Regions from separate parts of the Mus musculus genome. Here regions 1, 2, 3, 4, 6 and 7 are each linked to region 5. Evidence: chromatin contacts called from public Hi-C, HiCAR-type, HiChIP or PLAC-seq and promoter capture Hi-C data. All regions are on one chromosome and are shown on one strand. The core of a region is the stretch at or near the end of the contact, and the rest is flanking DNA. Distances in the headings are between cores, read along the strand shown.

Region 1 (3,468 bases), core at 967-3,466, 1.5 Mb before region 5:
CATCTAGGTTAAATTTTACACTAAAAGTTGTACAAGTTTGTGATTTCAGCAGTGAATGTCCATTCCCTGAGTTGATTTTTCTTTTGACTTTTTTTAAACCTAAAATGCATACAAAAAGAAAATAGTGACAGACCCGTCATCACTATCTTTATTTTCTCAAATGAAGTAACTTTATTTTATTTTTTTACCTCCTTTCTTCACATATGTTTTTCTTTCCATTAATTTATTTTTTTTTCATTCACTTTACACCCGATCCTCTCCTCTCCCCCTTCTTTCCTCCTAATCCCACCCTTACAAATCTCTCTCCCCATACCTTTTCCCTGGGGAACCCCTCCCTTGGGTACCAGACTGTCCTGGGACATCAAGTCCCGGTGGGGCTAAGTGCAGTCTCTCCATATGAGGCCCAACCAGGTAGTCCAGTTAGGGGAAGGAAAGTCAATAGCAGGCAACAAAGTCAAAGACTGTCCCTGCATTTGAGGCATAGATCTTCAAAGTTGAGACATCATCTTGATGGATTTTCCCTTTGAGTATGAAGTGTCATTTTCCATTTCTTTTGACAACTTTTGTTTGCAAGTCTATTTTATTAGATATTAGAATGGGTACTCCAGCTTGCTTCTTGAGTCCTTTTGCTTGGTAAACATTTTTCCAGCCCTTTACTCTGAAGTTATGTCTATCTTTGTGTTCCTAAGGTGTGTTTCTTGTATGCCAAGGAATGCTGGATCCAGTTTTCGCGTCCATCCTGTTAGCTTGTGTCTTTTTTTAAATCTAAATTTAATTTTTACTTATTCACTTTACATCCTGTTCACTGCCCCCCACTGGTTACCCACTCCCACAATCCTTCCCCCATCTTCCCCTCTTCTCATCCTCTGAGTGGGTGGGGTTCCCCCCTAGGTATCCCTCTACCCCGGCACTAAAAGTCTCCGCAAGGCTAGGCACTTCCTATCCTACTGAGGACAGACAGGGGAGCCCAGCTAGAAGAACATATTCCATAGACAGGCAACAAAGGGTTTTAGGATAGGTTTTGGGATAGCTGCCATTATAGTTGTTGGGGACCCACATGAAGACCAAGTTGCACATCTGTTACATATGTGAGGAGGCCTAGGTCTAGCTCATGTATGTTCTTTAGTTGATGGTTCAGAATCTGAGAGCCCCAAGGGTCCAGGTTAGTTTACTCTGTGAGTTCCTAAACCCTTTTGGGGGCCTGCAATCCTTCCTCCTGTTCTTCCATAAGAGTCCCCAAGCTCCATCCACTGTTTGGCTGTGGGTATCTGTATATGTCTGAATCAGCTGCTGGGTGGAGCCTCTCAGAGGACAACTTGTTTCTGTCTGCAAACATAACAGAGTATCATTAATAGTGTTAGGGATTGGTACTTGCCTGTGGGATGGGTCTCAAGTTGGGCCTGTTATTGATTGGCTATTCCCTCAATCTCTGCACTAACCCTTATTACTTGTAGACAGGATAAATTATGGTTTGAAAATTTTGTGAGTAAGTTGGTGTCTTTATCACTCTACTGGGTTTCCTGCCTGGCTATAGGAGGTGGCCTCTTCAGGTTCCATATCCCCAATGTTGTGAGTCACAGCTAAGGTCACCCCCATTGATTCTTGGGTGCCTCCCTTATCCCAGACCTCTGTCTCATCTTGCAGATGCCCTCCCTCCTTTTACTCCTATCAGTTGCAGATTTCTACTTATTTTCATGGCCATCTAGCCATCTTTCTTGTTCATTCCCACACCTGATCCTGAACTCCTGATTCCCCTTCCCATTTCTTCTCCTACCCTTGATCTGCCTCTTATGACTATTTTATTCCTCTTCCAAGTGAGATTCAAGCATCCTTGTTTATGCCTTCCTTGTTGTTTAGCTTATTTGGGTCTGTGAAATGTAATGTGTGTATCCTGTATTTCATGGCTAATATCCTCTTATAAGTTGTTGGGAGCTGGCCCGTGGCTCACATGGACCGGGGTTACTCCTGGGAGGCAAACTGAGGCTGAAAAGACAGAAACTAGGCGGTCAAGAGAAATAATGGAGCCAAGTCAAGGTTCCTGATCAAGGCTCTAATGTTTAATAGCAAACTGTGCTTATAAAGTGGGGGAGGCCATACCCCCCCCCCCCCAATCCATTCTTGGAGCCTGGAACCAGCTGCTGGATAGGGTGTAGCCTCCAGAATACCTCAGCGGCCTCTCAGCAGGTAGCAGTGTCTTGGGGGAGCAGTGGCTGGTGGCAGAACAATAGAGCCATCTAGGCAGGAAGGCTCCACCTCAGGTAATCTCCTTAGTGGCTGCAAGGTCAGAGTCTGGATCAGCCTGTTTCAGGCTGGGGGAGGTTACAGTAAGTGAGTGTATACCATGCATATACTTTTGGTTCTATCTAGGTTACTTCACTCAGGATGATATTCTCAAGTTCCATTCATTTGTCTGCAAAATTCATGATGTACTTGTTTTTAATAGCTGAATAATAGTATTCCATTGTGTAGAAGTACTATATTTTCTATATCTTCTTTGGTTGAGGGATGTCTGGGTTGTTTCTAGTTTCTGGCTATTGCAAATAAAGCTGCTATGAACATAGTTGAACAAAGTGTCTTGTGGGATTTTTGAGTATCTTTTGTGCCTAGGAGTGGTATAGCTGGGTCTTGAGGTAGAACTATTCCCAGTTTTTTGAGAAACTGCTGAATTGATTTCCAAAGTGGTTGTACAAGTTTGCCATCCCACCAGCAGTGGAGGAGTGTTGCCCTTGCTCCACATCCTCTCCAACATGTGCTATCTTTTGAGTTTTTGATTGTAGCCATTCTGATGAGTGTAAAATGGGAACTGAGAGTTGTTTTGATTTACATTTCCCTAATGACTAAGGACTTTGAATATTCCTTTAAGTGCTTCTTTCCCACTCAAGATCCCTCTGTTGAGAATTCTCTGTTTAGATCTGTAGCCCATTTTTAATTGGGTTATTTGGGTTGTTGGTGTCTAACTTCTTTTTTTGTTTTTGTTTTTTCTACACAGAGACAGGGTTTCTCTGTGTAGCCCTGGCTGTCTTGGAACTCACTTTGTAGACCAGGCTGGCCTCAAACTCAGAAATCTGCCATACAGAAGCTTTTCTGTTTCTAGATGTTTCCCTTTTATCAGTTGTTGATCTTAGAGCCTGAACCATTGGTGTTCTGTTCAGGAAATTGTCTCCTGCACCAATATATTGAAGGGTATTTTCTACTTTCTCTTGTATGATGTTAAGTGTATTTGGTTTTATATTGAGGTCTTTCATCCACTTGGACGTGAGTTTTTTTTTAATTTAATTTTTTTTTTTTTAAGATTTGTTTATTATTACATGTAAGTACATTATAACTGTCTTCAGACACACCAGAAAAGGGCATCAGATCTCATTACGGATGGTTGTGAGCTACCATTTGGTTGCAGAGATTTGAACTCAGGACCTCCAGAAGAGCAGTCAGTGCTCTTAACTGCTGAGCCACCTCTCTAGCCCCTGG
Region 2 (3,462 bases), core at 480-2,979, 1.5 Mb before region 5:
TTAATCTTTCCAATGATTCTTTATCAAAACTGAAAGAAAAAAATAAAAGCAAACATAAGGATTTCTAATGGTTTCAAATTTTCTGAGTATCCAATCTGCTTTTTAAAGCCCATTAAAGGGAGACAACAATCTTATGGTGCCAGGCATGGTCCCAGCACTAAGAATGTGGACTCATAGGACCATACCTTAAAAACTAACTTATGGGGGCTGGTGAGATGGCTCAGTGGGTAAGAGCACCCGACTGCTCTTCCGAAGGTCCAGAGTTCAAATCCCAGCAACCACATGGTGGCTCACAACCATCTGTAACGAGATCTGGCGCCCTCCTCTGGTGTGTCTGAAGACAGCTACAGTGTACTTACATGTAATAAATAAATCTTAAAAAAAAAAAACTAACTTATGCCTGGCTTAAAGCAAAATATTTTTTTTTTTTTAAGTTTTTTTCGAGACAGGGTTTCTCTGTATAGCCCTGGCTGTCCTGGAACTCACTCTGGAGACCAGGCTGGCCTCGAACTCAGAAATCCGCCTGCCTCTGCCTCCCAAGTGCTGGGATTAAAGGCATGTGCCACCACGCCTGGCGGCAGCAAAATATTTTTTAGAAAATCACTTCAAGCCAGGCGGATTTCTGCGTTCAAGGCCAGCCTGGTCTACAAAGTGAGGTCCAGGACAGCCAGGGCTATACAGAGAAACCCTGTCTCTAAAAAAAAAAAAGAAAGAAGAAAATCACTTCAAGACAACAAAGGAGACTGGTTGTGTCTAAAGAGCTCACTACAGGTCAGTGACAAGAGAGCTCGCTAGTCAAATTCAATCCCAAGCAAAGAGAAAGTGACTATTAAAATCAAGAAATACCCTTGTAAGAGGTGGAGGTGACACACTCTGAGGTTGTGAAAGTGTTCATGAACTTCGTCTTCACACCCAGGAGGCTGTATTAGGAGTCTTAGCTCATAGCCAGCTTGTGCTACAACAGAGACCCTGTCTCAAAAATTGAACAAAGTGAACAAACAAAAAATAGCAATCAGAAAAAAAAATGTTAAAAACAATTAACAAAAAACAGTGTGGAAGTACAGCTGAAGGTGAAGGCTTGGCTCTGTGAATGGACAGTTACCTAGCATATTGAGGCTTTACGTTTGATCCCAAGCAATAAAAATAACAATAACAACAACAAAAATAATGACGCGCAACCATCCCTCACACACACCACAGAGAGTGATAGCTTTAAATCCATTTTTGTTTGAGAAGAAAAGGCTCAAAAAAAAAAAATGCCTTCCTGCAGGTTCAACAGGTCATTGAGAATTAAAATGGAGGAAAAATTCCAAGACTCTAAATCAACCTATAACAAAAATAGTGTATTTAATCCAAGATCTTCATTTGCTTGCTGTCTAGAAACCTTTATTTTTCCACCTTAAAGCAGTAAAACCCTTCAAGGCTTTCAGAGGTATAGGATTAAAGAGAGGATTTACCTACTTTTTAAACAGCTTGCATATGTAAAAATTTGAAAGTTCCTCAAATCTGAATAATAATAAAAAAATAAATAAATAGAAGGTTCGAAGTTTACCAAAGTATCGTTCTTAAGTGGTACTTAACACAGATTAGCTATATCAATTTAAGTCAAATTTCAAGGAATTTATTGAAGTTATACTGTGGCTCAGAGATTTAAATGCTTAGTCACCTGGGAATGGCTATTAGGTGTGGCTTGTTGAAGGAAGTGTGTCACAGGGGTGGGGTGGGGTCTTTGAGGTTGCAAATGCTCAAGCCAGACCCACTGTCTCTCAAACTTCCTGCTGCCTGCAGACGAAGATGTAGAAAGAACTTTTGGCTATTTATCTCCAGCACCATGTCTGCTTGTGTGCTGCCATGTTTCCTACCATGACAATAATGGATTAAAGCTCTGAATTGTAAGCCAGCCCAAATTAAATGCTTTTCTTTATAAGAGCTTCAGTAGTCCTCTTGTCTCTTCACGGGAAGAAAAACCTGTGTATGAACCAAACGGACAGAGCCAGTAAGCAACCTTCTGCCAAAGTCTTTGTTTCACTCCCTGCCTTCATATTCCTGCCTTGGCTTCCCAGAAAGATGCACTCCAGAGAAGACAGGAGCATCAGAAATGAAAGTTCACACCAGCTTGGGCTGTTATGACCTTGTTTCAAATATATATTTAAATTTTGCTTCCTCGGTTTTTCACACTTCTCTTTTGTTTGTTTGTTTGGTTTTGTTGTTGTTGTTGTTGTTGTTGTTGTTGTTTTTGAAACAGGCTCACTTTAAGTAGCTCTGACTGCTTGGAACTCACTTTGACCTCGAACTCACTGAGATTCACCTGCCTCTGCCTCTGCCTCTCTGCCTCTGCCTCTCTGCCTCTGCCTCTGCCTCTCTGCCTCTCTGCCTCTGCCTCTCTGCCTCTGCCTCTGCCTCTGCCTCTGCCTCTGCCTCTGCCTCTCTGCCTCTCTGCCTCTCTGCCTCTCTGCCTCTCTGCCTCTCTGCCTCTGCCTCTGCCTCGAGTCACCTCTGGGTTAAAGATGTGCACCAGCTCTGGACAAAGTTCCTGCTGTCAGGCTCAGGTGGTAACAATTTCTTGCTGTTGTTGTAGCAGTTGTTTTGATACTATGTAGCCCTGACTGGCCTACAGGTGGCTATTTCTTTTACCTATCTCCAGATCAAAGTATGTGCTTCTAACTTGTTTCAAGTTACAGTGCAATTTGCCAACAACTTTACTACCAGTCATAGAAAATTTTGGACATCAACAACAGCCTTTAAAGTGATTTGTTTTTCTTTCTAGAACAAAAGCAGTAGATCCTATCAGCAGCCCACTCATTCCAATTTCTACTAAGTTCTCACCTTCCTAGAGTCAGAACAGCAGAGCAGGCATGAGTCACCCTAGCCAACACCTGCAAGTGGCAGGGGCCCCCAATACTAACTCTAATTCCATGAAGATTTTATCTCATTTATGTTTCTACACCTTTAATGATCCCCCCTTAAAAACTAAATGTGCGATAGATCAGACAAACACAATTATTTTTATAGAAAAGGGAGCAAAAGAGGAATTGTCCTTTTCCCAAGGCAAAACAGAGCAAACTTCTAATGTGATAGCCTGTGTGAAGTTCCACAGCTTTTTGCAGAAAAGTCTTTCCAGTGAACTGCAGACACACACACACACACACACACACACACACACACACACACACACACAGGCACACACATGCTCATGTGTGGCACCCAGCTACCTATCCCCTGGTCTTAGTCTAGATGTCAGCTGTCTTAAAGCACCACCTGCATTACTCCAGGCAAGGCTTACTGCTGCTGCTGCTGCTGCTGGGTTCTGAGAAATAATTCCCAATCTGGATTTGCAGGGATAGAAAGAAAGAAAAAAAAAAAAAAAAAACATTACAACTGCAAATCTAACCTGGCACTGAATTAAAAGGTAAAGCAAGTGAGTCACTTTAAAGCCAGTCTAGATTGTATAAATTTGAGGCT
Region 3 (3,590 bases), core at 519-3,018, 1.3 Mb before region 5:
AATAAATAAAGTTTAAAAAAAAAACCCAGCAGCAGGGACTCTTGCTTAGTGTCAGAGTATTGAACCCTGGGCCCAATTCTTAGCAACAAAAATGCACATGCACATACATATGTACACATTTCAATATACAACAAATTAAGACATTAAGATGACAAAGTCACTTATAATAGAAAAAGTAACTGTTTAACAAGTCATTTATTTCTATGGGATCTATCTACTAAACACAATGAAGCATAATAAATTTAATTAAAGATTATACAGTTTAACAGAAAGATCTCTGTTGTCTGGCAACTTCCTCTAAATTGAAATATTACTTTTAGTTAGAGGCTCATTAACTCAGGCAGTAAAGCAAACTTACAAGTTTTAAGAAATAAACAAAAATGTTAAGACTTTGGAAGTCTCCAAAGCTTACAAGACTCACAAGACTCTTCCACCAGGGCAACAACTGCTGGAGAGAGCAGGCATAGCTAAGCTACCAGCAAGCTATACAGGAAACTCTCTGGATCCAGCTTTCATGTGTTGTCATGCATGGTGAAATGGGCTTTTCAGTGACACATCTATCCTTGAGTCATTGCTTATTAGATTCTTCATTTATAGAGTTCAGGGTCCAATTTAGGGAGTAGTGCTGCCCAGAGTGGGCTAGGTCAATTAACAATCAAGAGAAATCCTCCCTTGAAATGCACATAAGCTAACCAGATCTACATAATTTCTCAATTGAGTTTCTCTTCCTAAATGATTCTAGGTTGTATAGCATTGACAGTTAAAGAGCTTGAATTATAGGCCTTGTCAATGTTCCATAGACATTCCTTAAAATAACAATCCCAAAACAGAAGAAAGGATATAGACCCATATATATTTATATATACTAAAAAATGGATTAAATAAAAGACCTAAAACTAGTGAGGTGTAGTGGCTCACACACTTAACCTCAGGGTTTGAGAGTTAAGAGGCAGGCGAGTCTGTGAGTGTCAGACCAGCCAGGACTTCATAGTATAACCCTGTCTCAAAACAAAATCTCAAAATAAAATACACTTCTATAAATAGAAAAATGCAAATCAAATCTACAAAGAGATCACCTTATACCTACTAGATTGGATATTATACAAATAGATAGCAATCCACTGTGGATTTTAAAGCCAAAAACACATTTTGTCTCAATTTTTATATTAGTTTTTTCTTTCTTTCTTCCTTTTTTTTTTTCTCTTGTAAAGGTCTTAAGTACACGTTGAGTAACTTTTCACTTGAGTACATGGCAGGAAGTTAATAAAATTGCTCATTATTGTTGGGCTTTGGGGGTCCTGTTTGGGATTTAAGAATAAAGACTCATAAATATCTGCATAGTATAAGGCTGTTGGCCTGTTTGCTGGGGCAGTTCTGCAGCTATCCCACTAGACTCAACCCAACTTCCCTGCCACAGCACCTCTCCATGTGAATCCCATTGCTTTACTTCTTGCCATGCTTCTGTCTCCTGCTTCTGTCCTTCTGTCCTGTGGATCTGCCCCAGGTCCAGGCACCAGGTCTTTATTCTGGAAAAAAAATCACACTCCTTATTTATCTAGTCTAAACCAATCTGTGTTGCCTTTTGGCATTGAGGGCTATGTGACCTTCACTGTGGCAGCTTGCTTTTTAACATGATAATCTCAGAGAATCATCAATTGAGTGAGTGAGTGGGTGAAGAAGGAAAAGCGTTTACTTGTAGGAAGCAGGTAATGGACCATAGAAATGACAATACTAAGTATCCTGCCAGTACTTACCTCTGCCTGCACAGCTATTAACATTTGAAAAAACAGGAGCACACCCACATAGCCATTTGATAGACTATGTGCAGGTGCAGGTCACCCCAACAGTTCATTAGAAAATTTATGTCTAAGTGCAATGTATTCTATTTTACAAAAAGCAACTAGTCCATTGACTGGGGTGTTCTTTGGTATGTTTCTTCCTCAGAGTCTCTTGAAGACTGGTTACAGGATGTCCTTAGATACACAATTCACAGATGGTGAGTCTGTTACAAACAGCAAGATATCTACACATAACCTAGAAGTATCCTTTTCAAACATCTTTATATTCCTATAAGACCAATATAATGTAAACACTATCTAAACTGGGTGCACATGTTCAAGATAGACAGTTTCCCCTAATGTTTTTGATTCATGAGTGCAGAACCTGTTAATAAAGAGGACAGCTGTTTGCTTTAGAAAAATCCTGAAGCTTGGAGTTTTGTGATGCTAGTAAGGCAAAAATGGGATAGTTTAGTTAGAAACTGAGATGGCTTCATTCATAGGAATTGGCATATGCATAGCAGTTGTATCCCAGTGTTTTAAACTGAGATAGTCCTCATCACTGAATGGAAGGGTCTCTGGAGAACAGCCTTACTGAACTGGCAAGTCAGTTGTCTCTGGATTTTGATGATGTCCCCATTCCTGGCACATTTCCCTAAGGCGTTGGCCATCTTTTGGTAAGTCATGGTCTTGTGGTTGCTTTTACTTTCCCCCTAAAATTCAACTAAAATTTCTTTCTCTCTCTTTTTCCTTCTTTCCTTATCTATCTATCTATCTATCTATCTATCTATCTATCTATCTATCATCTATCTATCTACCTACCTACCTACCTATATACTTACTTGCTTATTTATAAACTGAAAGAAATGTGCCTTTAGTTTTTGTCAGTTCACTGAATACAAGATACCATCTCAGAACTGTACAGAATTCTCTTTTCTTTTCTTTTCTTTTCTTTTCTTTTCTTTTCTTTTCTTTTCTTCTCTTCTCTTCTCTTCTTTTCTTTCCCTTTCCTTTGCTTTTCTTTCTTTTCCTTCCTTTACTTCCTTCCCTTCTTTTGTTCTTTCTTTCTTTCTTTCTTTCTTTCTTTCTTTCTTTCTTTCCTCTCTTTTCTTTCTTTTTTCCTTCCTTCCTTCCTTCCTTCCTTCCTTCCTTCCTTCCTTCCTTCCTTCTCTCTCTCTCTCTCTCTCTCTCTCTCTCTCTCTCTCTCTCTCTCTTTCTTTCTTTCTTTCTTACTTTTTGGTTTGGTTTTTCAAGGCAGGGTTTCTCTATATAGCCCTGGCTATCCTGGAACTCACTCTGTAGACCAGGCCAGCCTTGAACTCACAGAGATCCACATGCCTTTGCATCCTACCCAAGTGCTGGAATTAAAACTGTGTGCTACCACTGTCTGGCTGCACAGGATCCTAAAGGTATTCAAACTCACAGCTCTTCCCTGTCCTTCCTCTTCTTTGCTGGAAAGGTCTGATTGTAAATCTGGTTTTTACTTTTGCTTTTGTTTTTGTTTTTGCAGGTATTGATGTGATTTTCCAGATACAAGTCTTCAGAATCATCGTTACACATCTCCATTTGTAAGTGGGTTCCACTCTAGGAGACACTCATATCAGCTGGAATTGTCTATCACCTGAGGATAATTGTTAATGAAAAGCATGTAATTTTGTGTGTGTGCTCTGAGGAGCATTGAAGGTCCCTAATTGAATGTTGTCTCAATACCTCAAAAGCATCTTTAAATGCTTGACCTAGCTTGCTCAATGCAAGTCCTTGTTTATTAATTAATTGTAGCATATTGGACTGAGGATGAACCTAGTGGTATAG
Region 4 (3,614 bases), core at 274-2,773, 1.8 Mb before region 5:
TTCTGTCCTTCTCTATCTTGTGAGATATAAACACTAGTTTACTCCAGCCGCTGAAATCCTTCGCACAAGGAGCTCCAGATGGCAGGTTGGATCAGGTCCCTGCTAGCGGAACATTTCAACGGCACTGGACCCTGCAAAGACAGGTTCCAGGGAGCTTTCTGCGGTACCATCTGCCGGAAGACGAAAGTCCTCCTAGAGTAGCAACCACCCTGAAAATCGAAAGCACCAGCCACAGTTGCCACCCACTCTGGTGCCCCAGGGACGAAGAAAGCCCAAACTGGAGAGCACTAGGAGCAAGCTGGGGCGTGTCCCGAGCCAGGAAGTTTCTGATTGGCTCTTTGTGGTAAACTACCAGGCGGAGGGCTAAAGAGGTAGGAGGGGAGCGGTTTATAGAGGGAGTGAACACCCTAACTAAACAGAGCGGGACAGGTGGGTTTGACTGTGGTTTCTGGGCGTTTGCGCAAGAAGCCACGCGCACTAGTAAACCGGGGCCTCCCGAGGCAGCAGTTTCAAAATGCCCAGAATCACAAAGAACCCAAAGACCTTTTGCACTAATTCCGGCAGCCTCCTGTGGCTCTGCGTTTATGAGTCCTACGCTGTGAGTTTTGAAACTGTTTGCATGATCCCTTGCGATAGCTCAGCGTAGCGCGATATCCTCCGCGAAGGGCTTTTGCAGACTGAGACCCTAACGGGCTCTAAGAAACACGCTCAAAGGCTCCTGGGGCAATCCCGATTTTGGTATGTCATAACTATACCGCAGCTTTACTTTCCATTAAAAAAAAAAAAGACTACATGAAAAAAAATCCAAGTACTATGTGGACCAAGAGATGCAGACAAAGTCAAAATTAAGAAATACGTTCCCAGAAGCGAATGGTTTTCACCTTGTTCTGATTTTTGATTAGACGCCACTTAACACTTCTACAAATTAAATGTGCAATAGGTAAGAGCTATATACACACCTCTCTATATGTATTTCTGTCACATTGCACATGGGCGATTTTACGAGTTTCTTGAGAGCTGTGATCCAGGCTTGGAGGGATCTCAGGCCAGGCGGGCTACTCCAGTTGGTGCCCCGAAGGCTCTAGGCGCGTCCAGCTTGGCCGGGAGCCGCCTACCCTGGGTCTCATCTGAGCTGGGGCCGCTAGGACACCAGCCGGGAGCCCGCTTCTTCTCCCCTCCCACCCCCCATTCCCCTCACTCAGGTCGCCTGGGAGGTGACACCCTCAGGAGTCGAATTACAGCCCCACAATTAACATATGAATTTCCAGAACTGACTAGAGGGACAAGGGGGAATTTTTTTTTCTTTTTTTTTTTTTTTCCAGAGCCAGAGCTGAACTCCTCGGCACACAGTAACTTTTCACTGGGTGTAAAAACTCTTTGATTGGCTCCTCGCACGCGCCTGCCCGCCCCCTTCTTTGACTGGGCAGACACGCGACTGGCGCAAGGAGGGGGCTGGGAGGGGAGCCGGGGGAGATACACTGGCGCGTGCCGCTTTTTAAAGGGGCGCAGCGCCTTCAGCAACCGGAGAAGCTTCGTTGCACGCGACCTGGTGTGCGATCTCCGAGTGAGAGGGGGAGGGTCAGAGGAGGAAGGAAAAAAAATCAGACCTTGCAGAAGAGACTAGGAAGGTTTTTGTTGTTGTTGTTCGGGGCTTATCCCCTTCGTTGAACTGGGTTGCCAGCACCTCCTCTAACACGGCACCTCCGAGCCATTGCAGTGCGATGTCCCGCCTGCTGCATGCAGAAGAGTGGGCTGAGGTAAAAGAGTTGGGGGACCACCATCGCCATCCCCAGCCGCACCACGTCCCGCCGCTGACGCCACAGCCACCTGCTACCCTGCAGGCGAGAGACCTTCCCGTCTACCCGGCAGAACTGTCCCTCCTGGATAGCACCGACCCACGCGCCTGGCTGACTCCCACTTTGCAGGGCCTCTGCACGGCACGCGCCGCCCAGTATCTGCTGCATTCTCCCGAGCTGGGTGCCTCCGAGGCCGCGGCGCCCCGGGACGAGGCTGACAGCCAGGGTGAGCTGGTAAGGAGAAGCGGCTGTGGCGGCCTCAGCAAGAGCCCCGGGCCCGTCAAAGTACGGGAACAGCTGTGCAAGCTGAAGGGTGGGGTTGTAGTGGACGAGCTTGGCTGCAGCCGCCAGCGAGCCCCTTCCAGCAAACAGGTGAATGGGGTACAGAAGCAAAGGAGGCTGGCAGCAAACGCAAGGGAACGGCGCAGGATGCACGGGCTGAACCACGCCTTCGACCAGCTGCGCAACGTTATCCCGTCCTTCAACAACGACAAGAAGCTGTCCAAATATGAGACCCTACAGATGGCCCAGATCTACATCAACGCTCTGTCGGAGTTGCTGCAGACTCCCAATGTCGGAGAGCAACCGCCGCCGCCCACAGCTTCCTGCAAAAATGACCACCATCACCTTCGCACCGCCTCCTCCTATGAAGGAGGTGCGGGCGCCTCTGCGGTAGCTGGGGCTCAGCCAGCCCCGGGAGGGGGCCCGAGACCTACCCCGCCCGGGCCTTGCCGGACTCGCTTCTCAGGCCCAGCTTCCTCTGGGGGTTACTCGGTGCAGCTGGACGCTTTGCACTTCCCAGCCTTCGAGGACAGGGCCCTAACAGCGATGATGGCACAGAAGGACCTGTCGCCTTCGCTGCCCGGGGGCATCCTGCAGCCTGTACAGGAGGACAACAGCAAAACATCTCCCAGATCCCACAGAAGTGACGGAGAGTTTTCCCCCCACTCTCATTACAGTGACTCTGATGAGGCCAGTTAGGAAGGCAACAGCTCCCTGAAAACTGAGACAACCAAATGCCCTTCCTAGCGCGCGGGAAGCCCCGTGACAAATATCCCTGCACCCTTTAATTTTTGGTCTGTGGTGATCGTTGTTAGCAACGACTTGACTTCGGACGGCTGCAGCTCTTCCAATCCCCTTCCTCCTACCTTCTCCTTCCTCTGTATGTAGATACTGTATCATTATATGTACCTTTACGTGGCATCGTTTCATGGTCCATGCTGCCAATATGCTGCTAAAATGTCGTATCTCTGCCTCTGGTCTGGGTTTCACTTATTTTATACCTTGGGAGTTCATCCTTGCGTGTTGCGCTCACTCACAAATAAGGGAGTTAGTCAATGAAGTTGTTTCCCCAACTGCTTGAGACCCGCATTGGGTACTTTACTGAACACGGACTATTGTGTTGTTAAAATGCAGGGGCAGATAAGAGTATCTGTAGAGCTTAGACACCAAGTGTGTCCAGCAGTGTGTCTAGCGGACCCAGAATACACGCACTTCATCACTGGCCGCTGCGCCGCCTTGAAGAAACTCAACTGCCAATGCAGAGCAACTTTTGATTTTAAAAACAGCCACTCATAATCATTAAACTCTTTGCAAATGTTTGTTTTTGCAAATGAAAATTAAAAAAAAACATGTAGTGTCAAAGGCATTTGGTCAATTTTATTTTGCTTTGTTAACATTAGAAAAGTTATTTATTATTGCGTATTTGGACCCATTTCTACTTAATTGCCTTTTTTTTACATTTTCTACTCGAGATCGTTTTATTTTGATTTAGCAAATCCAGTTGCCATTGCTTTATGTATGTATGCTCTTTTACAA
Region 5 (3,640 bases), core at 548-3,047:
TTTGCATTGTTTTTCAAAGGTTGCATTGTGTGGTTAAACACTGCCCTCTTCTGGTATCTGGGATTAAATGTGTATCCACACAAAATTCTTTATGGTTTATTACTGCAAAATTTCTTGACAAGTTGTGTGTGTTATTAGTTAATAAGTAAATGTTTTTAGCCCAAATCAAGTAAACTTTTTCTCAAATCATAACCACAACAATAAGGAATCTCATTTGCATTTTTCAAACAAATATGCTATAAAAGGAGACTAAACTAGGGAGTATACATTCTCTAATAAATCTGCCACTAACTAAAAACTGGATCTTGAATTAACTGTGCAACCACTCTAGATCTACTATACTATAATTTGATTAAGTCATTAATGGATTTCTTCAGCCTCAAACTTTATGTGCTTCTAGATTTAGAAAAAAAAAATACTTATTTTAATACCAAGGGGGGGGGTCAATTTCTATTCCTCCCTGTTCAAACATTCTTACCCTAAATAATACACAGCAAGAGTCTACAAAATTGTGAGTCAAAGTAAATATGAGAAACTGAGAATTTTTCAAGTATTTTATAGTATTGCTTTTAATAAATGGGGAGAGAGGTAATGTTAAACCACGCAGTCAAAAGGAAATAGGAAAGAAATCAACCATCAAAGATTCCAGATCTTTTAATGTTTCTGAAATAAATTAGATTAAGTCCAACCACCGTTTGGTAAGAAAGAGCTAGTACCTCACTTTTATCTATACCACCATTTCTTTCCTCCTCATATGTCACAGTTTCTTTCTCTGATGTATTGTTTATACAACTTCCCTGGCATCTGTTTAGTTCAGGCTCTAAACCTTCTTCTTTCTTCTCCTTGTTCTTTCTTCTTCTTCTTCAAAGATTTATTTATTATTATTATTATTATTATTATTATTATTATTATTATATATAAGTACACTGTAGCTGTCTTCAGACACACCAGAAGAGGGCGTCAGATCTCATTACAGATGGTTGTGAGCCACCATGTGATTGCTGGAATTTGAACTCAGGACCTTCGGAACAGCAGTCACTCTTACCCACTGAGCCATCTTCTTAAACCTGCATATGATAGTATCTCTAATAGTCAACTGGTTTCAAAATGCAGTCTGAGTACCAGAGTTAGAACCATTTAGCATAGTTGGAAGATGTGCCATCTCCTGGACACAATACTACTGTACAATATTAAAACTGTAGCATGAATCCCATATGTAATCGTACATGCTCTGGTATAGGCCTTAAACGATCAAAAAGAAAGTACATATGACTAAAAACTTAAAAGCAAGCTAATTGCAAAAAAAAAAAAAAAAAAAAAAAAAAAAAGGAAATCAAGTGTCTCTATCATTTAAATCCTTTGTGGACTTATAAAATCTATGTAGTATAGAAAAATAAAGACATTACTAAATGATTATTAGTGTGTGTGTGTGTACACAATTTGCAGGGGTTCGCTTCTCTACTTGGTGACAAGCATCATTAAGCTTCTGTCCCACCTAGTTCCCTTCATCATATTTAACAAAACCAAAAACCAGGTTCTCCCAGACTTGAAACTATCCTCGAAGCTGAGACCATGCTTCAGGGATGCTCAGACCACGGGTTTGACAGGCAGGTAATCTCAGGACCATCTCTGGGCCGCTTCTAGGTCACCTCATCCGAGGTCCTGCACAGTACGGACCTTGTAGGTCACCAGGACCTGGAACAAGACGCCCCAACCACTCTGCGCTTGCTCATTCGGTCAGCCAGCGAGGGCGGAGCCAGGGCCGGATACAAGTCGCTTTGGGCGGGGCTTTAACCCGTGGTGCAACTGGGCATAGGGCGGAAGAGCCGATGTGGAGCGGAATGTTGAAGAGACCCGGCTCTCTAATGTGGGAGGGGCTTAGGGAACAAAACGGAAGCCTGAGGCGGCCTTAGGGAGGGATTCGGAGTTACAAAGCCAGCCGGAAACTGGCGACGTAGGTGGGGCTTAGGGCTCATTACGCCTGCGCACCGAGCAACCGGCGGGCTGCGTAGTTATTTTTGAACCGGGTGGCGGGGAATAGCTTAGAAGCCATTAGGGCGCCGTCTGCGGTGAGGTTGGTAGTGTTCTCCGTTCGATCTAGTGATGGCACAGCAGCTCGCCCGAGAGCAAGGCATCACCCTGCGTGGGAGCGCAGAAATCGTGGCCGAGTTTTTCTGTGAGTGCTGAGCGCAGCCCCCGCCGCCAGAGAGAGCTGAGGCTGAGCCGGGCCTTAGGACGCGCGCTAGGACGGAACCACGGATCCTCCCGGGGGCGGGGAACGCTGCACCACCCAGCGCAGGCCTGGGCCTCCTGGAACCTAACGGGGCTGACCTGGGTCATCATCTTACTCGCTCTCTGAAAGCTGGGGTCTGTGTTGACATCCTCTGACCACATGCTCTGTATTTACACTTAGCAAACCTGCGAAGTTGGACATTGCTGGGTTAAAGGTTTTCCGTGTCTTTTTGTGCCTACTCTGCTTTCTGGGAGACTTAAACGTTATTACACGGTTACGGCTTTATTTCTTTCGTTTTCAGCATTTGGCATCAACAGCATTTTGTATCAGCGTGGCATTTATCCGTCGGAAACCTTTACTAGAGTGCAGAAATATGGACTCACCTTGCTTACAACTACTGACCCCGAGCTCATAAAGTATCTCAATAATGTGGTGGAACAGCTAAAAGGTAATCACGTTTTCAGTGTGTGATCTTACAGGTTTGTGTCCCAAGTAACTTAAAGCAACATGCCTTCTCAAATGTCATTCTCAACTGGGAGGAAGCAAGCAATGGAGGGAATCCCCACCTCTTTTTAAGTAGGCTGAATGTCTTGATGTTAGGAATCTTTAAGCTGCTTTAAGAGTGGGTTTTGTAGGTTAACCAGTTGCAGCAAATTGGAAATTTTACCCGATTAAAAGGATTTCGCCATTCTGTGTTTTGCTTTGTAGCTCCCAATGAAATCATACAAAATACCAATTCTAAAAGCATTGCAACTGCCTTTTTTTCTCTTTGAGTTTTATTGTACGTGAAAGGGTGTTGTAGTTTGTTTTAATTGTAAATTCATTAACAGTGTTTATTGCTTTTTTTGTTAACTTCAGTATTAAAATGGCCTTTTGGTGGCCACCTGAACATGGTTAGCTTGGCATCTGTCTTTAAGGCCGTTTTGTTTTGCTTTGCTTTTGAGACAGGTCTCTTTATGTAGCTCTGGCTGTCCTTGAACATGCTATGTAGACCCGGCTATCGTTGAACTCACAAAGATCAGCCTGGCTCTACTCCCAAGTTCTGGGACTAAAGGCATTTGCCACTGTGTCCAGTTTAAGGCCAGACTTCTAAACATGCCTTGCTATTTGTATCCATAGTAGAGTATTCATCAACACTTGTGCAGGTTGGATATGAATTCACAGGCAAAAACGGCAGGGCTTTTAAGCATAAGATCTGCTTTGAATTCTGGTATCTGTGGATCCTTTTACCCCCTGCAGCTCACTTACTTGCAAGGATGATAGTTTAGAAACACAAGGCTAATTGGTCACTCTGTCCAAAACACAGTTGTGGCTTTCCTGATTCTTAAAAGTACAGTTTCATTAATTTAACTTGTAAGATTTTATATGACATAGCATCTTGACTTTTCATAATTATGTAATTTATTT
Region 6 (3,258 bases), core at 470-2,969, 1.4 Mb before region 5:
CTCTCCTGAATGCCAGGAGTTGGCTTCGAGACGAGAAAGAGAGTTTAACCAAAGCTCATACTCCCGTCACAGGGCAGCAAGGCTGCTAGAAGCTGTGGGCCCAAATGGGATGACCTCATACTGAGCATGGACGGTTAAGTGTCTCTTAGGAGATGAAAGAAATTTGAGAACTGGAAGATGGAAAAGGGCTCCTGGGGAAGGAAGGGGCCCAGTGGGGCTTGGCCTGTCAGGAAGCCCTTTCTGGGTTTTGGCACCAAATGCAAGAAATAAGTCAGCTAAGGAAAATTAAAGAGTAGGCTCAGTTTAACCTCAAAGTGGCAAGAGCATTGGCATTCCCAAACCCTGTGGCTGGGTATCTCAGGGTATAGGAGCAGGCACAAGGGAGGGTCTGAGAATAAGGTTGTATAGTTGAGAGTGGGAGCGGGGCAGAGGGATGGCTTCACCAGGCACAGAAACTGCTTTTCAAAGTTGCAGTAGGAAATTAGTCAAGGTTGCACGTTTATTTTGCACCCCCTGATCTCCAGTGCTTGTACTGAGAGTTGGCTGCTTTCTGTTTTTTCGTGTGTAGCAGGTTTTCTAGCCCTGATTTTGGGATGGGATATTTTCTTCATCATTTGTAAATTGTTGGTCCTACTGCTTGTGTTGCTAAGGTCCTGGTCAGAAAGTCCTTTCCTGTGCCAGTCAGTTCCAGGATAGCCAAAGAATTCCCAAACAGTATAGTAGAAAATAAAGATTCAAAACCAACAAAACAACCAACCAACTGAAAGCCAAACCAAACCAAACCAAACCAAACCAAAACTGCTGGAGGTATCTCCATCCCAGACTTCAAGTTTACTACAGAAATACAGCAATAAAAACTGTATGGTACTTGCATAAAAACCAGCACATTGACTAGTGAAATACAAGGTCCACATATAGCTCCACTCCTACAGCCAAGAGTTCAACAGTACACATTGGAGAAAGGACGAAATCATCAAGAAACAGTGTTGGCTAAACTGGATAGCTATGTGTAGAAGGATGAAAACTAGGTCCTTATCTCTTACCCTGCAGAAAACCTCACTCCAACCAAACCAGGGTTCTCAACATGAGACCTGCTACTCTGAACCTGAAAAAGAAGAAAATGAGAACTCGCTTCCCATAATTTACTAAGAAGCAGGCAACTGGGCTGGCTATGTAGCTCAGAGATAGAGTGCTTGCATAGCATACATGAGGCCCTGGGTCTGACTGTCTACCTGGGACCACAAAGAAAAGAAAGGAAAGGGAGAATGAAAGAGGCAAAAGGGAAACTGTATTAAAACTGCCTGGATGTTTGTGTATTTTTACATATTCTGAAAATAATCTGAAGAGGTTTATTTTTCCTCATGAAATACAGAGGAAAAAGGACAATTTTGGAGCCTCAGAATTTGTGTGAGGTTTACAGGACTCTACAGTACTGCTGCCGTCCTTTCTTTTATATGTCTGACACTCACTCTCTATTTTAGTTTGCCAAGATCTGATGAGCATCCTGCAGCAGATGCAGTGCTGGAAGCAGCTAGGCAGCCTTCAGGGGCCTTGCTATTATGACTACATTAATGTGCTTGGGAAATGATTATCTAGTGCAGTGGGTTTCAGGATTTTCCCCCTTCAGTAGGCTTTCCTGCTCACCATTTTACTACCACAGCAAACACACACGATTTCGAAGACTACTTTCCGAGCAGCCAGAAACAGAGAGGAAGCTTGTTACAAAAAGAGAAACAAGGATATCCTGGTTTCTACCCACACAGCAGGATCCACCGCACCGGGGTCTAGTGAGAACAGAATTTTCCAGTGAAAGAATTCTAAGGCAGAAGTTGAAATTTTAAGTCCTAGCAAACAAAGTTAGACAAGACTACGAAAGCATACAGCTTATGTAAGAAAGGAAGAGACAGGTCTGTGGCTCTGTGGCTGGATGCTTGCTACCATGTCCTTCAAAGGCCAGGGCTTGACTTCACACACACACACACACACACACACACACACACACACACACACACACAAACACACACACACACACACACACACACACACAAACACACACACAAACACACACACACACACACACACACACACACACACAAACACACACACACACACACACACACAAACACACACACACACACACACACAAACACACACACACACACAAACACACACACACACACACACACCACACACAAACACACACACACACACACAAACACACACACACACACACAAACACACACACACACACACACACACACACACCACACACACACACACACACACACACAAACACACACACACAAACACACACACACACACACACAAACACACACACACACACAAACACACACACACACACACACACACACTCCTGCAAGTAAAAAAAAATGCAGTAAATAATGAACAAAGCCATTCTAGAAATAATTTCCTGCCCCCCTCCCCCCAAAAGACACAATTTTGCTTCGAGTTATTTGGTTCTTCATACTCCCGAGACACACAGAAAGAAAAGTTTAAAACTGGAGCTGTTTCTAAACCATGGAGAGTCAGTTTATGAAATGCACAAAGGGCCTGCTTTTGGGAAGTCTTCACATTTAGCCAGTAGGCACATTTTAAAAATAGTCCACAGGAAGCTGTTGGTGTCAATTCCAGTTCCTACCAGTTTGGAGAGCAAACCCAGAGCTGTCAGGAGACCAGGGAGTTGTGGACGTTATACAAATGGCCGAAGGTTGTCCTTTGGAGACACCACCTGCCAGACAAGGCGTAAATGAGATTTGTAAGACTGAAGTGACTTGTAACAGAGCACAGGGATTACCATCCCAGTGACAAACTCCTCTTCATGCTGCTGAGATTGCAGCGCCTCTCACTTTAATAGGCTGCAGGGTGAGTTTGCCCACCCCTTTCCCTGGGCCCAATCTGCTCGCTTCCCCCACTGTTCCATGCCCTCTGCCTCAGTGAGGAGTTTTATTCAATAAAGAAAGAAATCCATTTTTCAATTAATATTCATACAAGCAATGGACTCTGGAGCTAGAACTATAAATTGTACTATGTAAATATTTTGATTTCTTAATTTAAATTTAAAAATGTATGCATCTTTATTACTGCATTGTAGTAATTTGACTCTATGTTGACAATGTATAATGATCAAATTTGGTAGTAAAGATTCCCTTTTTCAGCCATTAAGCATTCTTCTGCATTAGAAATCCTATTCTCTCCTAATATTTTTAAAACATATCCAGGGTCGTTTCAATCAGTGGT
Region 7 (3,315 bases), core at 21-2,520, 1.5 Mb before region 5:
CCTGTAATGTTTTATGAAGAATAGGGTCGCCTTGAACTCACAGAGATAGATGCCTCCGCACCCTGAGGACTGGATTAGAGAAGATTAAAAAGATGAAAGTGCTTCATTCAGCCCCTTGCCTGGTTTATGAAGTGCCAGAGACCTAACCCAGGGCTTTGAGCAAGCAGGGCAAGCACTCTACAAACCGAACATATCTACATTCCCAACCCTAGAATTTATTTTTATTTATTTCTTATCATCTATTGTACGAAGTGTGGCCACAAAGTGGTGGATGCTTATGGAAAGTGGACCTCAAAGACTGTGAGCCACCTGTTTCCTCTGCTCCTCTGTATTCTATGTAGGGAAACTGCTTGTCTCCCTTTTATTCCAGCATTTATCACAAATGAAGAAGCCACAAGGTAGAAGGTAACACACCCGAACCAGTAATGGTGGTACACACCTTTAATCACAACACGCAGGAGGCAGAGGCAGGTGGGTGGTCTACATAGCAAATTCTAGGCCAGCTAGGGCTTCAAAGTAAGACACTATCTCAAAAAATTAAAGAAAGAAAGAAAGAAAGAAAGAAAGAAAGAAAGAAAGAAAGAAAGAAAGAAAGAAAGAAAGAAAGAAAGCAAGCTTAAATTATTTCAGGGACACACTGCCCATTGACCTGTGATTTCCTGGGGGAAAATCTCTGATTTCCCAAGGCACATACAATTTTTGTAGCTAACACTTAAGGGCACCACTCCTTTCTCCTTCAAGAACCAGATATGATGTCCGCTTCCTTTATTTGTTGTGGGTAGCCTGAGGGACAAGTTCTCTCTAACTACTACTAAATTCACCTTCTCTCTGGATGCCTTTAGCCATAGATTCCTGATTCTAGATCCCAAATGTCCCTTGCTACAGTTGCTTTGATTGCATAGAATCTTGACCCTTGGCACCTCAGGCCTAGGCTCCGTCTCTCTGATATCTATTTAGGGAACGAAAGAACAAAGAACTATCTATTGGGCTTTAAAATAAATCGCTGTTAATTGTGGTGCCCTGGAAACTCCTGACAGCTGTGTTTGGGCATGTAAGGAAATGATCACTTTGAAAAGGCTACAGACTGTAAGGTAGGCAAGCTTGCCTGGCCCCCTTTGCCTGCTTTCCAGGTCCTTGTTCGGAACTCTGGTTTGGAAACACAATAACCTCTTTGTTTCAGAGGCCCAGGTAAAGCTATTCACATTCAAAGGTGACAGGAGCGCTTCCTCCTTAATCCCGGAATGACCCCACCCCACCCTCCAGAAGCTCTTAGACTTTGAAGGCTCTCACGTGTCTGCCTGTTAAAACCAAGTCCTTTTAGCCTCTTTCCTGCCTCTCTCCCTACCTCCTCTTCACCTAGTTTTTCCTTAGGCATTTCAAGTGGGGATTCAACCTCACATAAAGGAGACAAAGAACATTTTCTTCACCCTTCCAACTAAAGGAATCTTCTGAAATTAAGTTAAGACAGGATTAGTAAAAAAGGAAGAAAAGATGAAAACCTCCTGCCAAAAAAAAAAAAAAAAAAAAAAAAAGGAGGAAAAAACTTGTCAGTCGTGCCCAGAATTAATTACATGGGCATTAATTTAACATCAAAATAGTATTGCGAATATTTTTTCCTTATCTTCAGCATTTAGAAGACTGACTTACCAGGTATATTTTCAAGCCAAGATTATTCTTGTGGAATTTTTTGCTTTATCTAGGCAAAGCACATTTAAACTGCATACAGGACTGGGGGGGGGGGTCCCATTCTTCCCAAGCAGTCTCTCTTTTACCTTGGTCTCTTCTATTCCTTCTCTTGGTACACGAGTTCAGGAACTTGTAAGGAACCAGAATCTGAAATGATCTTTGAAGCTCCTGTAGTTAGATGCTAAGATGTTAGATTTAACTTAAACCCCAGGGAGCCCCTGAGGTACACTCAGCTCCAGCACCTCCAAACCTAAAAATCCCTCCCACTTTCCGGCCTGAAATTGGCCTTCATAGAAATCAAGGAATGGAAACTAGAGAGTTAAGAGACATACTTCACAAACAAGGCAGTCGCTGTTGGTATTGTGATGAAGTTCTTTGGTCTTCACGCTCACACCAAAGGGCTATCCAAGGCTACACATTTCTGTGGCAAAGGCTTGTCTAATGTGTCTAGGACTCTGGATTCTACAATGCCATACAAAAAAATTAATAAGTAAAAAGATTAAAAAGTCAACTTAGTGGTTTGTTTGTTTTCTCTGTGTAGCCCTGGTTGTCCTGAAACTCACTCTGTAGACCAAGACTCAGAGAGCTATTTCCCTGTCCCCACCTAGCTGTAAGGGTCAAACCGAAGGACAGATAACTGCCTGGAGTGCTGGGGGTTGGGATATCAAGTCCGGAATTTCACTTCCATAAACCAGGCTGGGTTGCCCCGACTGCACCGGATGCTCTTGAAAGCAAGGTACGGGCATCTCCAGCTGAGACTGTGATCCTGACAGTCTCCCAGGGACAGGTTATTAAGACAAAAGCCACAAAAGCTCATAGCAACCATAAAAGCTCATACCCAGGCGCAGGAAGTGCTACTGGGCAGTTGTGGCAGTTGGTTCTGGTCCTTACTTATTGTAGCTAACTACACAAAGCAGTTCTAACTGACCTTTATTGCAATTGGTTATAGAGGCAATCGAGGGTCTGGGGAATTTTCAAAAACATCAAAGCATAGAACTTAACAGGACATGCAATTGGTGGTTAACTTGGGCATAAAAAGGTCCTCTGTAACAATGTAAAATGGCTGACTACAGGCATAAAACAGAATGGCTACAGTAAGGTCAGAAAGGCAGCAGATACCTAGGTTGTTTTGTCTTCTTTCTTTCTTTCTTTCTTTCTTTCTTTCTGTCTGTCTGTCTGTCTGTCTGTCTGTCTGCCTGCCTGCCTGCCTTCCTTCCTTCCTTTCTTTCTTTCCTTCTTTCTTTCTTTCTTTCTTTCTTTCTTTCTTTCTTTCTTTCTTTCTTCCTTTCTTTCTTTTTTTGTTTGTTATTTTGGTTTTTCCAGACAGTGTTTCTCTGTATAGCTTTGGCTGTCCTGGAACTCACTTTGTAGACCAGGCTGGCATCGAACTCAGAAATCCGCCTGCCTCTGGGATTAAAGGCATGCACCACCCCACCCTGCTCATCTCCAATTTTAATAGGAGACAATGTGGCTTTTTAAAAAAGGCCAAATTCTTCCCATGGTAAGATTTTACTATATGGTTGAAGATGTAAATAGTTACATGAGAGATCACTTGCCTATTGTTGCATAAGGTCTTGAAGAAAGAAAGAGAGAGAGAGAGAGAGAGAGGAGATGGGGTGGGGGGGTTGA

The links. Promoter capture Hi-C pulls out the DNA fragments that hold promoters and counts their contacts. A called contact is a pair of places that touch in the nucleus more often than the background predicts. HiCAR-type assays count read pairs that join an accessible place to other places. HiChIP or PLAC-seq counts read pairs in DNA pulled down with a chosen protein or histone mark.
Region 1: an H3K27ac HiChIP or PLAC-seq map of embryonic stem cells shows a contact between it and region 5, with 20 times the contacts expected there. The contact joins the enhancer-like site here to the promoter of Mad2l1 in region 5. A contact is called at or near these places in 16 of 39 promoter capture datasets (the 3T3-L1 cell line, 3T3-L1-derived adipocytes, the C10 cell line and 12 more) and 12 of 115 datasets of contacts at active chromatin or transcription factors (the NIH/3T3 cell line, acute myeloid leukemia, astrocytes and 6 more).
Region 2: a contact with region 5 is called in an H3K27ac HiChIP or PLAC-seq map of embryonic stem cells, with 7 times the contacts expected there. The contact joins the enhancer-like site here to the promoter of Mad2l1 in region 5. A contact is called at or near these places in 9 of 39 promoter capture datasets (the 3T3-L1 cell line, the HPC-7 cell line, cranial neural crest and 4 more), 8 of 115 datasets of contacts at active chromatin or transcription factors (bone marrow-derived macrophages, embryonic stem cells, extraembryonic endoderm stem cells and 2 more) and 1 of 9 other capture datasets (embryonic stem cells).
Region 3: a promoter capture Hi-C map of embryonic stem cells shows a contact between it and region 5, with 4 times the contacts expected there. The contact joins the enhancer-like site here to the promoter of Mad2l1 in region 5. A contact is called at or near these places in 6 of 39 promoter capture datasets (embryonic stem cells, hippocampal neurons, liver and 2 more) and 2 of 115 datasets of contacts at active chromatin or transcription factors (both in embryonic stem cells).
Region 4: a HiCAR-type map of astrocytes shows a contact between it and region 5, with 8 times the contacts expected there. The contact joins the promoter of Atoh1 here to the promoter of Mad2l1 in region 5. A contact is called at or near these places in 3 of 39 promoter capture datasets (embryonic stem cells, hippocampal neurons and pre-B cells), 1 of 484 Hi-C or Micro-C datasets (embryonic stem cells) and 4 of 115 datasets of contacts at active chromatin or transcription factors (astrocytes, embryonic forebrain and embryonic stem cells).
Region 6: a Hi-C map of bone marrow-derived macrophages shows a contact between it and region 5, with 7 read pairs. The contact joins the enhancer-like site here to the promoter of Mad2l1 in region 5. A contact is called at or near these places in 5 of 39 promoter capture datasets (cranial neural crest, embryonic stem cells, frontonasal cranial neural crest and 1 more), 1 of 484 Hi-C or Micro-C datasets (bone marrow-derived macrophages) and 5 of 115 datasets of contacts at active chromatin or transcription factors (embryonic stem cells, extraembryonic endoderm stem cells, large pre-B cells and 1 more).
Region 7: an H3K27ac HiChIP or PLAC-seq map of extraembryonic endoderm stem cells shows a contact between it and region 5, with 11 times the contacts expected there. The contact joins the enhancer-like site here to the promoter of Mad2l1 in region 5. A contact is called at or near these places in 13 of 39 promoter capture datasets (the 3T3-L1 cell line, 3T3-L1-derived adipocytes, the C10 cell line and 9 more), 1 of 484 Hi-C or Micro-C datasets (bone marrow-derived macrophages) and 9 of 115 datasets of contacts at active chromatin or transcription factors (embryonic stem cells, epiblast stem cells, extraembryonic endoderm stem cells and 3 more).

The regions. Positions count from the first base shown.
Region 1 is chr6:65,059,030-65,062,497 of GRCm38.p6, forward strand. The region is part of intron 5 of Smarcad1 (SWI/SNF-related, matrix-associated actin-dependent regulator of chromatin, subfamily a, containing DEAD/H box 1); the gene reads left to right. Among named protein-coding and RNA genes, the nearest start is that of Smarcad1, 18 kb to the left of the region's middle. Within about 2 kb of position 2,217, at least 15 of the 459 cell types and tissues checked have an H3K27ac peak or open chromatin away from gene starts, as enhancers often do. A contact at or near this core is called in embryonic stem cells and stem cell-derived epiblast-like cells, where this site is marked.
Region 2 is chr6:65,000,657-65,004,118 of GRCm38.p6, forward strand. No RefSeq gene overlaps it. Among named protein-coding and RNA genes, the nearest start is that of Smarcad1, 40 kb to the right of the region's middle. Within about 2 kb of position 1,730, at least 11 of the 459 cell types and tissues checked have an H3K27ac peak or open chromatin away from gene starts, as enhancers often do. A contact at or near this core is called in embryonic stem cells and trophoblast stem cells, where this site is marked.
Region 3 is chr6:65,269,208-65,272,797 of GRCm38.p6, forward strand. No RefSeq gene overlaps it. Among named protein-coding and RNA genes, the nearest start is that of Qrfprl, 110 kb to the right of the region's middle. Within about 2 kb of position 1,769, at least 3 of the 459 cell types and tissues checked have an H3K27ac peak or open chromatin away from gene starts, as enhancers often do. A contact at or near this core is called in embryonic stem cells, where this site is marked.
Region 4 is chr6:64,727,602-64,731,215 of GRCm38.p6, forward strand. It overlaps Atoh1 (atonal bHLH transcription factor 1), which reads left to right and starts at 1,524. Exons shown (of 1, transcript NM_007500.5): 1 at 1,524-3,614. The coding sequence starts at 1,722. The coding sequence ends at 2,777. Gm35851 (a long non-coding RNA gene) reads right to left here and starts at 1,260. Exons shown (of 3, transcript XR_377731.4): 1 at 960-1,260.
Region 5 is chr6:66,533,424-66,537,063 of GRCm38.p6, forward strand. It overlaps Mad2l1 (MAD2 mitotic arrest deficient-like 1), which reads left to right and starts at 1,798. Exons shown (of 6, transcript NM_001355624.1): 1 at 1,798-2,176; 2 at 2,535-2,681. The coding sequence starts at 2,104.
Region 6 is chr6:65,162,547-65,165,804 of GRCm38.p6, forward strand. No RefSeq gene overlaps it. Among named protein-coding and RNA genes, the nearest start is that of Hpgds, 19 kb to the left of the region's middle. Within about 2 kb of position 1,720, at least 30 of the 459 cell types and tissues checked have an H3K27ac peak or open chromatin away from gene starts, as enhancers often do. A contact at or near this core is called in bone marrow-derived macrophages, where this site is marked.
Region 7 is chr6:65,020,866-65,024,180 of GRCm38.p6, forward strand. No RefSeq gene overlaps it. Among named protein-coding and RNA genes, the nearest start is that of Smarcad1, 20 kb to the right of the region's middle. Within about 2 kb of position 1,271, at least 28 of the 459 cell types and tissues checked have an H3K27ac peak or open chromatin away from gene starts, as enhancers often do. A contact at or near this core is called in embryonic stem cells, epiblast stem cells, extraembryonic endoderm stem cells and 1 more, where this site is marked.